2 separate regions of the Mus musculus genome follow, and region 1 is linked to region 2. Evidence: chromatin contacts called from public Micro-C data. All regions are on one chromosome and are shown on one strand. Each heading gives the region's core, a stretch centred on a gene start, on an enhancer-like site or on the middle of the called end of the contact. The rest is flanking DNA. Distances are from core to core; before and after follow the strand shown.

The links. A called contact is a pair of places that touch in the nucleus more often than the background predicts.
Region 1: a Micro-C map of embryonic stem cells shows a contact between it and region 2, with 13 times the contacts expected there. The contact joins the promoter of Pdgfa here to the promoter of Tbx3os1 in region 2. A contact is called at or near these places in 1 of 39 promoter capture datasets (embryonic stem cells) and 2 of 484 Hi-C or Micro-C datasets (both in embryonic stem cells).

What each region holds. Positions count from the first base shown.
Region 1 is chr5:138,990,784-138,996,328 of GRCm38.p6, reverse strand. It overlaps Pdgfa (platelet derived growth factor, alpha), which reads left to right and starts at 1,385. Exons shown (of 6, transcript NM_008808.4): 1 at 1,385-1,620; 2 at 2,945-3,041. The coding sequence starts at 1,558.
Region 2 is chr5:119,667,102-119,673,022 of GRCm38.p6, reverse strand. Tbx3os1 (T-box 3, opposite strand 1) reads left to right here and starts at 1,515. Exons shown (of 4, transcript NR_166476.1): 1 at 1,515-1,772. Tbx3 (T-box 3) reads right to left here and starts at 1,790. Exons shown (of 8, transcript NM_011535.3): 1 at 619-1,790. The coding sequence starts at 1,007.

The DNA of each region.
Region 1 (5,545 bases), core at 136-2,635, about 19 Mb before region 2:
GTGGCGATGAGGCAGGAGGCAGCCTCCTCCCCGACCCTAGCCTCGCTTCCACCTCCACACAAGAGTGCAAGTTCCTCAATCAGGTGTCCCAGGCTTTGGCTCTGGGGCGCGGGCGCGTGGCAGCCGTCAGGTGAGTGCCCTAGACGCGCCCCTAAACCCGCCCCGCCTCTCCGCAAAGACTCACTCCCCCTCCTTTTATGGAGAGGGGAAGGCTGGAGCACTGGATCCTTACAGTGGGAAGCGGCCCGAGCGCCGGGCGGGGGCCAAGCCGACTCTCATGCCCTTTTTGGCGCAGCAGCTCTGGGCGCTGCCCTTTACTGCCGCTGGGGCCCGAGAGAGAGGCGAGCCAGAGACGGCCGTGCTTCTGCAGCGGCCTCCTCCCCTCCCCGCCCGGTGCCGCAGGATTGCAGCTGGCACTGAAGGGTGGGCAAGCTCGAGGGAGGGGCGCTCCGGGAGCCCGGGCGCCTGTGGGCTCCGAGCCGCGGGCGCCGAGCTTGGATGGATGTAGCTGCCTGCGTGAGCGCGTGTGTGGCCACTGCAGTGGCGGTGGCGGCCGGGCCCGATCTGGCCCGCGAGACCCCTGAGCGCTTCCGAGGTGCGGGTCCCGGGCCCGGAATCCGGGGGAGGCGGGGGGCGGGGGAGGGGGAGGGGCGCGGTGGCGGCGCTATAACCCCCTCCCTGTCGCCGGCCGGCTCCACACGCGCGTCCTGCGGAGCCCGCTCAACTCCTGGAGCCCGGCCTGCCTGCGCCTTCTTCTCCACCTCCTCCTCTGGTCTTCCCGCGGCTGCTGCTGCGGCGGCAGCGGCGCCAGCTCGGCCCTCCGCCCGCCCTCCGGCCCGCGCGGGCGGCGTAGCGAGGCCCCGGGCGGGTAGGCTGCTGCCAGGCGGCGCGGCCGCGGGAGCTGCCCGGCCCCGGCGGGCGGAGGGCGGAGCGCCGCGCCGTAGCCGAGGGCGCGCCGCGGAGGGGCGCACGCAGGCCGCCGGGCCGCGCCGTGCTGGGCCGCGCCGTGCCCGGCCCGGGGCGGCAGCGGCGAGAGGAAGGCCCGGGGACAGGCTCTCCGGACTGCCCGGAGCCCTCAGGGAGAGGCGAGGCGGTAGCTGGTACCGGGCCGAGAGTCCAGACAGGTGATCGGTGGTGCGGCGGGAGCTGCAGCCACGCTCCGCGGTCCCCTCCCGGGGCTGACGGCAGCAAATATGCGGATTTACCGGCCGGGTCGCTCCTAAAGCCAGCGACGGGGAGCGAGCGCGGCGGCGGCCAGCACGGGGAACGCACCAAGGAAGAAGCCCAGCCCCCGCCCTCCGCCCCTTCCGTCCCCACCCCCTACCCGGCGGCCCAGGAGGCTCCCGGAGCGACTCTGTTCCTCCTCCTCCTCCTCGCTGGCTTTGCACTCGCTGCTCGCGCCGAGCGCGCTCCGCAGGCTCCCTGCTCTCCGCGCCACCCTCCTCCGGGCCGCGCTCCCTGAGGGATGGTACTGAATTTCGCCGCCACAGGAGCCCGGCTGGAGCGCCCGCCCCGCGGCCTCGCCTCCCTGCCGAGCTTCCAGCGCCTCGGGACGCGATGAGGACCTGGGCTTGCCTGCTGCTCCTCGGCTGCGGATACCTCGCCCATGCCCTGGCCGAGGTGGGTGCCACCCCCGCGCCTCTGTCCCCTCTCGGCTCCCTCGGCGCACGCCCCTCTCGGCTACCTGTTTCAAGCTCTGCAAAGAGCATTTTGGTTTTGTCAGGGTGGTGTAATTTTTTTTTTAATCCCAACTGGGTTCTATTTTCTGCCATGCCCAAGTGTGTCTGGTGAGTTTCCAGCGCGTTGCGTCGCTCCGCCTTGGAGGGGGACGGGGGAGCCGCGAGGTGAACCCGTGGGTAGAAACTTCGGGGGGCTGTGGGTGCCTTTCCAGAAGGGGCAGCCCAAACGCAGCGGACAATGCAGTAACGGGGTGCGGGAAGCGGGAAAGGGGGTGTGTGTAAACTGACCGTGCTCTGGGAGGGGACTAGGGCGGGCAGTAAGCAGGTAGAGGAGGGTGCGGCCGTAGCCTGGGACTGGGAAGGGTGGGCAGCGCCCAGCCGCAGTCCCCAGTTCTCGGTCCCCAAACCCAGTCCGACGCAGGGCTGGAGCAGTCTCCGCCCGCCCAGGCCTGCTTACAGGTGGCTGAACGAGGCAGCTGGGGCCGGGCCAGGCGCCCGCGCCCTCCCACCGCCACCCTCCCCCCCACCCCCATTCCCCGGGAGCTTTGCCGTGATGAATGACTTTCCACAGCCCCTGTCGTGGGAACTTCGTGGTTGAGTCCTCCAGCGACCCTGACTCCCTTTTAAAAACCGGGACGGAGAGTGGGGGAGGCTGAACGGTGGGGGTGGTCTGGGCAGGGACCGGAGAGGCGCGAGGTGGATATTTAACCCCTTGCGTTCCCTGCAGCCTCTCTAAGCCCCGATGGATTTGGGCGTCCTAGTCGGCGCTAGGGCCGTGACTGGGCCTGAGCCGGGTGGGGCGACCCGGCGCGCGTGCTTGTAGGGGGTGGGGTGGGGGGAGAGGGAAGACCCTCTCCCCTGCGGGCTCAGCTCAGGATTCCCGGAGTGAAATTGAACCCTTCGGCTAGATTAAAGTGTTGAGGCTGCTGTGACTCCAGTCGTGGATGCGTGACGCATTTCGACCCTCTCTGTTTCTACATGTGGATTTAGCTATTAAACCAGAAACTCTTCGGGCCCCTGGCTGCCCCCAGACACCCTGGGGAGGCCAGAGCGCGGGTGATTTTTGTCTGAACATGTCAAGGCATTGTTGGGGTATTTTTATCAAGGTCAGACAGATAGGAACAGTGTGGAGGATTTAGGGGGTCCCATCTAGCCCCAGCCGATCCTCTGGCTCTAGGGCCTAACGAGGGTCCGGCCGGGCTGTGTGGCCCCTGGGGCTGGGCTGGAACCCTTGGGCGCGTCCTGACGGTGTGGTCTGCTTGCAGGAAGCCGAGATACCCCGGGAGTTGATCGAGCGGCTGGCTCGAAGTCAGATCCACAGCATCCGGGACCTCCAGCGACTCTTGGAGATAGACTCCGTAGGTAAATCGCGCCCCTGCCCTGCCCTGGCTGAGAGGAGGGCGCGGGCGGCGGGGCGGGCCGGCTGCGCGAGGAACCGTACCCTGCGCGCTCCGCCGGGCCGGGCGCTGCGCAGGAGCGCACCGAAAGGTCAGACTCCACTCGCCGGCCATAAACGCCCAGGCGTATGAGTCAGGCGTTTCTCTTGTAGTTGCCACTTTCTCTCCCAGCGGCAGCGGAGGGTTGCTTCGCTCACCCAGGGGTTGTTTTAAGTGAAACGCAGCGGGTGTGTCACTGAAAGTTCAGTTTTAGAGTGTGCCGAAAACTGCCAGGTATGCGGGTCAACAGCTGCTTCTGGCCCGGGAGCGCGGGAGCCGGCCCGGAGGGAGCGTGGCTGTGGCTAGTCTTCTCCTGGCCAGGGCCCCCAGAGTGCTTGAGGAGCTGGTCGGTCCGGGCCTTTTGTAAACTCCACTCCCTGGTGCCTTGATCGCCTGGGGCTGGGTCCCATAGGTGGGCGCAGGAGGCCGATGTTTTTTTCTCCACACCATCCTGTAAAAAGGCGCGCCTAGTACACGGACGCTTGGGGCTATTTTGGGGGCTTCCCGCCTCGGGCCAGAGCCAAGCCACTGTAGAAAACAATTTGTAAATGTAGGGTTGTATTAGACTCGGATGACAAGGGCTAAAATAAATGGGCGCGATGGGGATGGGAGAGGCAGCCTCTGTGCGGGGAGGACGTGGTCTCCTCCTGTCTTTTGTGATAACCTTTTCAAAATGAACACTTAGCCTGTTTTTTTGTTTTTGTTTTTGACACACTGGGATAAAATTTACCAGCTTAAAAAGAAATAAAAAGGCCCCAGTGAGTTTGTCAGGAGGAACTAAAGGGCTAAAGTGAAGAATTCCAAGTGACGATTTTCCCCCTCCTTGAAAACTTTTCAGAGAGGGCCGAGTGGTGAGAGAATTAAGTAAAATCACATGGTCTAGCCATTTGGAAATTTGTACCTAATTATGGTGGTGGAGAGGCCTGAACTGTTTTTGTTGCATGCCAAAAGCATTTTTTAACCAGGCGGCCCCGTTTCAGTAGTTTCTTGACCCAGGAAATCCTTGGCCTGATCCTTATCAGGAATGGCAGGCCTAGGGTTTCACTTGGATATCAAGAGCTGGGTCAGGGGGTTTGATCTGATCCCTTTTTGAGTAGGCCTGGGTGGGGGACTTGGCTTGGGTCACTTGGGGAAATACTCCCAGAGTTTTTGCTGGTCCCCAAAGGCGGACTGCTTTCCTGCCCTGCTTAGCCTAGGGCTGGGCCTCCTGCTGTCTGTATGTTGGGGGAAATGGGCCATTCACTTGCAGCGGGGACCATTCTTATGCTGTTCCCTGCAGCCACGCCTCCCCCACCCCCCACCATTAATGCTTTTAGCACCAAGCTTCTGTTAAGGTTAAGCCGGTGTGCCCAATGAGGGGGCTGGAGGCCTCCTCCTTGGGAGGGTCCAAAGAGAAAAAGCTGTCCAGGGCCCCTGGAGGTTTCAAATTGCTTCTGAAAGAATGGTGTGTGTGTGTGTGTGTGTGTGTGTGTGTGTGTGTGTAGGACATCTCCACCCTCATTCTACCTATCAGACATTTGGGAATCTCCCTTGGAAACTTCTGGAAGCCAAGTGTGCCTGTGGACTTCTGCTATCCTCCTAGCTTCCTAGTCTTGAAGACAGAGCTGGAGGACCCATCATGACACCAACCCAAAGTGGGGTCTTCCTTGCTGGGCTATCCCCCTGCTCTGATGTGGAAACTATCTGGAAACTAGTCTTGGCTGGTTGGCTCTCATTCACCTTCTGTCTCTTCTTGAAGTGAGGGGCCCTGCGGCTCTGGCTGCCAGAGGAGGCTGCAGAAGGCTGTGGTAGTCAGTTTTAGAGTCAGCTGGAAAGGCATCCTCACTGGGACATCCCTCAGGATGGCCTCTCCAGGTGAAATCTTGCTGTCTCTATATCTAGGTTGCAGGGAGCAGAGAAAGGCTTAGGGGTGTCCCAGCCAACTCCTCATCCAAGTGGGCGGAGCCTTGTGATTGGCACATGGCTTGTCTAGTGAGCTGGCAGCATCCCCATTTTCCAGATGGGGAAACCCTGAAGGCATCTCCTCCCAACCTTGCAGCTCCTTGGCTGTGTGGCCCAGCTCCAGAGGTGGCAAGATTCCAGTGCACTGTCAGGAATGTCCCTGAGCCCAGAGCATTCCATGGCAGAGTCAAGGAGCTCTAAGTGGTCTTTCCAGTGTGGCTTTTGGGTCCAGAGATTCATTACTGGCATGCAGCCTTGCTGTGAACTACAGCTCAGAAGTTCAGGTCGATTCTCATTCTCTCTCTTTCTCTCTCTCTCTCTCTCTCTCTCTCTCTGTGTGTGTGTGTGTGTGTGTGTGTGTGTGTGTGTGTGTGTAACGGGAGCTTTGTTCTCTAGAGCCGCTGGCTAGGCGCCATGGGTCATTGAGCAACTGATACATACACATCCCATCCCAGGCTACTCACAATATTGTAGTCGGGACAGGGCTAG
Region 2 (5,921 bases), core at 266-2,765:
ACACACATAACCTTAATTGTAAAAATTGCCTGCTACGGTTTCCCTGGGCTTGCAGACTCCGGAGATGGCAACGGGAAAGAAACCCGAAGGTCCTCCCCTCTTCCACTGATTTCTCTGTCTCACACCATCAGGCTTAGGTCCCCTTCAGCCCCAGGGACAAGGCTGAAGAGTAGAAAGGGCCTGCGGAATCCTCCCGGGTCTCCCACTGCTGTCTAAGAGGGGCTTTAAGGTCTGTCCTGGGAAATAAAATCCAACAGAAAGAACTAAACGTAAAGAATATTTCAGAATGGCTTCACAAACGGGCTTCCTGCAACAAGGTGATTTTCTCGAATGCTGCAGAAGCCGAGTGCGCGGTCTCCTTCAATGGAAAACACCCTGTATTTTGTAAGGAACCCCGGATACGAGTCCCTAGGAACCATACTGAGGGCCCGGGTAGGCTGAAACTTCCTGACCCTTAAGGCAGGGCCCTGGAGTCTCCGCATATTTGGGGGGACAGGAAGTTTTCGTTTCAAACGTCAACAGTCAGCCAGAATCTACTGTTTTAAGAGTCAGACAAAAGAGATGTGAAATTTTTCAGATGGTTTGGGGGGAGGGGTCCCCCACTGATTACTTACTTACCTTCCTGACTTCGTGATGACCATCTCTGTACCCCGCTTGTGAAACTGGTCCCAAAGTTCCTTGGCCTCCAGGTGCACCTTAGGGTCATCTTCTACGTCTTCTTCGGGTTCCATGGTCTTCAGAGGCCTCAGATGTGCCTGGGGTCCCAGGGATGAGAAAGGGATGCCGGTCTCAGCAGCCCCCACTAACTGATCCATGATGGGCTTGGCCAGAGCTCCGGGGAGCGAGAGCGCCGCGGCGCCGTTGGGAGGCAGCGTTAGCGCGGGGAAGAAAGGCGGCTGGTGGCCCAGTACCGCGCTCATGGCGAAGTCCGGCGCCCGGTGAGGTAGGAAGGGATGATAGGCCATGCTTGTCCCAGGGATAACCGGATCTCTCATGGAGAGGCTCATCCACTCCAGACAGGGAACCAGTCCGCAGCTGCTGGCTTGGCTCCGCTTTTGTTGTTGCTTTTCAAAAATAATAATTAAAAAATTCAACAGCGACGCATAGTTTTGTTTAAAATAAAAAAGAGGGCAAATTACAAATAAAGCGTTTGAAAGGGAGGGGGAAAGTGTCTTTGGGGGGAAGAGAACGCCGCTTTTAAAGAGGACAAAGCGGCAGCAGATCTGGAGACATAGCCGCTGCAGGGGCTGTCCTGGTGCGTGGAGTGTGTTGGAAAAGCCGCTCCTGGAAGTCGGTTTCAGTAGGGCAAGCAGCAAGCAGGGGCTCGACTGGCGCCCAAGCCCTGTGGCTTAGCTGGAAATAGACACTGCAGCCCTTTCCCGGGGTGGCTCCCCGGCTCCCACGCTCTTTGTTGCCAAAGCGCAAGGTTCTCGGAGACTTTTTTTTTTAACCTTTTTTTCGACTCCTTCCCCCGCCCCCTAGCTCTTCTCTGGCTTTCTCGCAGGAGGCGTCTTAGTTGAGCTAGACTCTGGCTTTCACAGGCAGCGAGATCAAGGGGGGGAGGAAAAGTCTCTCCTTTAAAAAAAAAAAAAAAAAAAAAGCGATTTAAGCCCCTTTCCAGCGGCGCTTTCAAAACTAGAACTGCGAAGCTGGCTTCGGTTCGCGATCCTCCTCTCTGGCTCCGGGCTGCGCGCAGAGTCTGGGTGGCGAGCGAATGGTGCCTGCGATCTTCTGCCTCGGGGAGCCGGCTGTCTTCCTTGTGCTAAAAAAACGTGAGCGAAATCGCTTTCCTAAAAATAATAAATTAAAAAAAAATCAGCGTCCGGGCACGCAGGGCGAGGGAGGATCAAGAAGACGGGTGCAAAAAAAAAAAAATAGGAAAGAAGGAAGAGAACGGAGTGATTGGGAGCTGGAGTAGGCAAGTAGAGGGAGGGAGAGAAAGAGAGAAAGAGAGCGAGCGAGCACCTCGCCACCCTCCTCCGCCTCTAGAATTCCCCGGGCGTCTGCTCGGCGGCTCTGGACGGTCCGGCAGCGCTGTGGGCTGCGGGAGCCCGAGGCTTGTTGATTGGCTCTTTGACGCTTTCGGACCAATTGTGTGGCTGCATAGGCGTGGTTTTCACAGGTCGAGTGCTGGGGGAATAGAGCCGAGTTATAAAAAGAAGGTGTCGGAAACTGGAACGTCGCTGCGCCGCGCGGTACTACGGCCTGTCCTGCGTTTATGTCAACATGATCAGAGGGGAGGGCGGGGAGCCACCAGGGCGCCGCGCGCTCACCAAAGTCGCCTCTAGGTGGCTGATCCAGAAGAGAGTTCGCAGCAGCCTGAGAGCTCGCCGCGGCTCCTCAGCTCAGCCTACGTCTGAAAGGCCTCAGCCATCCAAGCCGGGGGATCCGGGGAGGAGGCTGGGCCAGGGAGGAAGGGGGAGGGAGCGAGGGCGGGAGCCAGGCAGCTTGCCCGGCTTCCGAGGCGCCGGGCAGGGGCGCTCGCCTCTCGCGCGCTCCGAGCGCTACAGTTCAAGCCCGCGGCCGCTTCTCTTGTGCGGATCTGCAGCTTCTTCCCTTTCCCGGGCCCCGGGCTAGCCGAGCTGGCCGCCGAACCTCTCTTTCGGCCAATAAGCCTTAACAAAAGCTCCAGGCTCGCGTAGCTCTGAAGGGAGCCCCACATGGAACCGCCCAGCCACCTCTGAGTCAGATCCTCTAGCTCCTGCGCCCGGGTGCTTCGGATTCCCGAGCCACTAGCGCAGGGGATCCCACCAATCTTTCTGCCCGCTGCCTGCTCCCCACCCGCAGCCACGTGCAGAGACCCAAATGCCCCTTGGGATTCTGGGCCCGAACGCGCGCCGACATACTGAGACCGAGCCCCCACGCGGAAAAATAAACCACGCAAATGCATTCAAGGCCTGCGCGCCTGGCCCAGTCTACGCTCGGCTCGCTCCTTTTTTTTTTAAAAAATGTATTTACTGACCCTTTTGAGCCCAGCTCCTCTTCCATTCGGATGACGACACCAGTGTTCCACCCGGATGGGGGTGTGGGTGTAGAGAGAACGAAGCAGCTGAAACAAGTGAGCGCCTGGAACTGCGGGCCTGTCTCCTGAGAGCCTTTGCCCTCACCTCCGGGCCAGCTCGGTAGGGAGCTGCCGCTCTGGGCTTGGAGAGCTGCTCGGGGGGAGGTGCACCAGCCTCGTATCTTCCTCAGGCATCACACTTATCTCTGGGTGCCTCCGCTCCTGCTCTATCCTGGGGACTTATCGTGGCAGACGTCGGGGGCGAATTTGTAAAACAAACCGTGAAACGTCTCCCACCCCCATTTACCCCAGATGTCGGGAGACTAAGGTCTCCGCTCATCCTAGGGTGGGGAGGAAGGCCAACTGATCGATCAGACTTTGGTTGGGTGACCCTGTAGGACTCCCCTCGCAAACCTGCAGTCCTTGTTTGTGGGTAAAGGCGAACTGGGACATTCCAGTTTAAATGGAGGGCAACTTAGCAGAATTTTTAGTTTTCCTGGGACAAGACCTTTGCTTGGAAAGGGAACAGAAAGGAGGCTGGGTTTCCGGGCCTAGAGATTAAGCTTTCAATGTTTCCGTGTGGACCATTTGCGCCTAGATTTTCCCCCTGGGGGCCTCCCCCAACTCCTCGCCCAGGACCCCTTTCCCAACTGCAGGTTCAAACTAGCAGCTATTGGGTGAATAGGCAGTTCCTTCTCCCAGGTAGGGCAGAACATTTGAGGCCACGAGCTTTTCCAGTCTTACGTGTTTTGATGTACAAGGTTAAGAGCGTTTGGCGCCAGCCCTGAGCTTTCCCTGGTGCGGCCAATGGGAATAGAGTCATTCTTTGAACTTGGTGTGACCTGCCATCTCGCCCCTTTCTTTCCCCTTCTCTGACTTTTCGCGTGCTCACGGTGGAGAAGGGAGAAAGAGGGAGAGAAACGGAAACAGGAGGTGGTACCAAAGGCGGTGGCTCGCTAACACCCCTTCCCTAGGCCCTGTTCCAGATTGCTGGAGAGTACAAGAGGCCAGGCCAGGGCCCTCTCAGCACGGGCCACCGGGGTCAGCGCGGATTCTCTGCTGGCAGAAGGCTTCCCCTCCCCCTCCTTGCCTAGCCACTCTCGCCAGAGCCGCCCTAGAACCCAGATCTGCTTTACCGACATTGGCCGGTTAATCTCTGCGCTCCCGAGTGGAGTGCAGGAAAGTGGTATGCATCTGCAGCCTGTTTGACCCCTTGGTCACCTACGCGGTGCCCTGAAGGTCCACAAGCTAGCCGGAGAGACCTTGGCAACCGGTACCAAGAGTTCTGGCCTCAGGGGTCTGCTCTGCAAACGCGATACGAGCTCCATGACTTTGCATGCAAATAATCTGGCCTTGCTTTTTTGGCCGCAGCGTTGGAACCAGAGCAATTTCTGACCCCTCACATCACCCCACACACAAACACCCTTCAGTTGCCTATGTTTGACTGTAGCTCTAACTTAACCCTGGGCTCATCCCAGTTTGCCACTTCTCTAGCTTCTACCCCTCACTCCAGTGCGCCAGGGAAAGGGGGAGGAGGGCGGGGGTGTGGAGGAAAGTTTGCTGCGGGATTCAGAATCGAAAATGTCTACATGTTGCTAATGGTCTACAAACTTCCGCCAATTATGACTGACCTCCCAGACGCTGCCCCTGGAGGCTCGTGTTCTGCCAGGGAGGCCACGGCGAAGCTAGGATCAAAAGCAGGAAGGTGCGAACTCTTCTTCGTCGTTACGTGCCCGCCGCGCCCCCCTCCTGGTGGGTGATAAACCCACTCTGGCGCCGGCCTTGCGCTGGGTGATTAATTTGCGAACAAACAAAAGGGGCCTGGTGGCCACTGCATTAGGGTTAAACATTGGCCAGAGTCTTGCTTAGGCTTGTGGCAGGCCTGGCCTCCTGGAGAATCTACAAGGTTAGCGGGCCTCGTGAGCTTCCAGCTGCTGACCCTCGGTGTAGACAGGTTCTGTTTCTAGACTCCTTGATTGAACGTAGCCAGTCTTTCCAACAAAATCGGAAAATGGGTGAAAGATGGGAACCCATTGTCCCTAGCAGAAATATTCTCTCGCTTTTGGCGGTAGGATTTTTTTCCCTCCCACTATAAGGGCCTGGGATTTTGAACAAGATAAAAGCACTGTAATGCCGGCAGCTTCTGAGGCAAAAGAGGAGATATGGGGCTTCAAATGTGGGGGTGGGTGGGTGAGAAGGGGATTACGCGCCTCAGCCAACTGTCCCAGGAGGCATTGGCAAGCCAGAGAAACGGGAAGGCGCCTCTGCAATGTTCCATTTTCCCTATGGCACCTCCTGCCTCACACTTTAAAGGGGACAGACACACTGACCCTTTTGTGACCGAATGGTGTTTATCTGAAATTTAAGAGGGGGGTGGAGGGAAAGGATGGGGAGTAAGCAGGGTGGTTGGCTAGAACTGCTCTAGAAAGTCTCTTTGCTTGTGTGAGGTCTGGCTGGACTCCGTGAGACATGCTGTTACACTGTTATGCTCTTATGCCCTCTTAAACCTTCGCTCCTGTTCACCACACAGCTTTATTCAGGCCGAGGTGTCTCTCTATCGGATATCTTGGCGGCTGGAGGACATGGGGTTTCTCCTGGAGGGTCGGGGGCCTGAGGATGAATTTAGGAGAAGTCAAGACATTAACTTTTCCACGGAAGAGAAGTTCTTGGTAGCCTGGCAGGGCAGAAATGGCTCTTTGGGAGCCTGATGTCCTGGCTGATTTGATCCTAGGATCTTAGTCCCTTTGACACTGGTACACTTTAAGACTGCCTGGAGCTGCCGGGCAGTGGTGGCACTCGCCTTTAATCCCAGCACTTGGGAGACAGGGGCAGGCGGACTTCTGAGTTCGAGGCCAGCCTGGTCTACAGAGTAAGTTCCAGGACAGCTGAGGCTACACAGAGAAACCCTGTCTCAACAAAC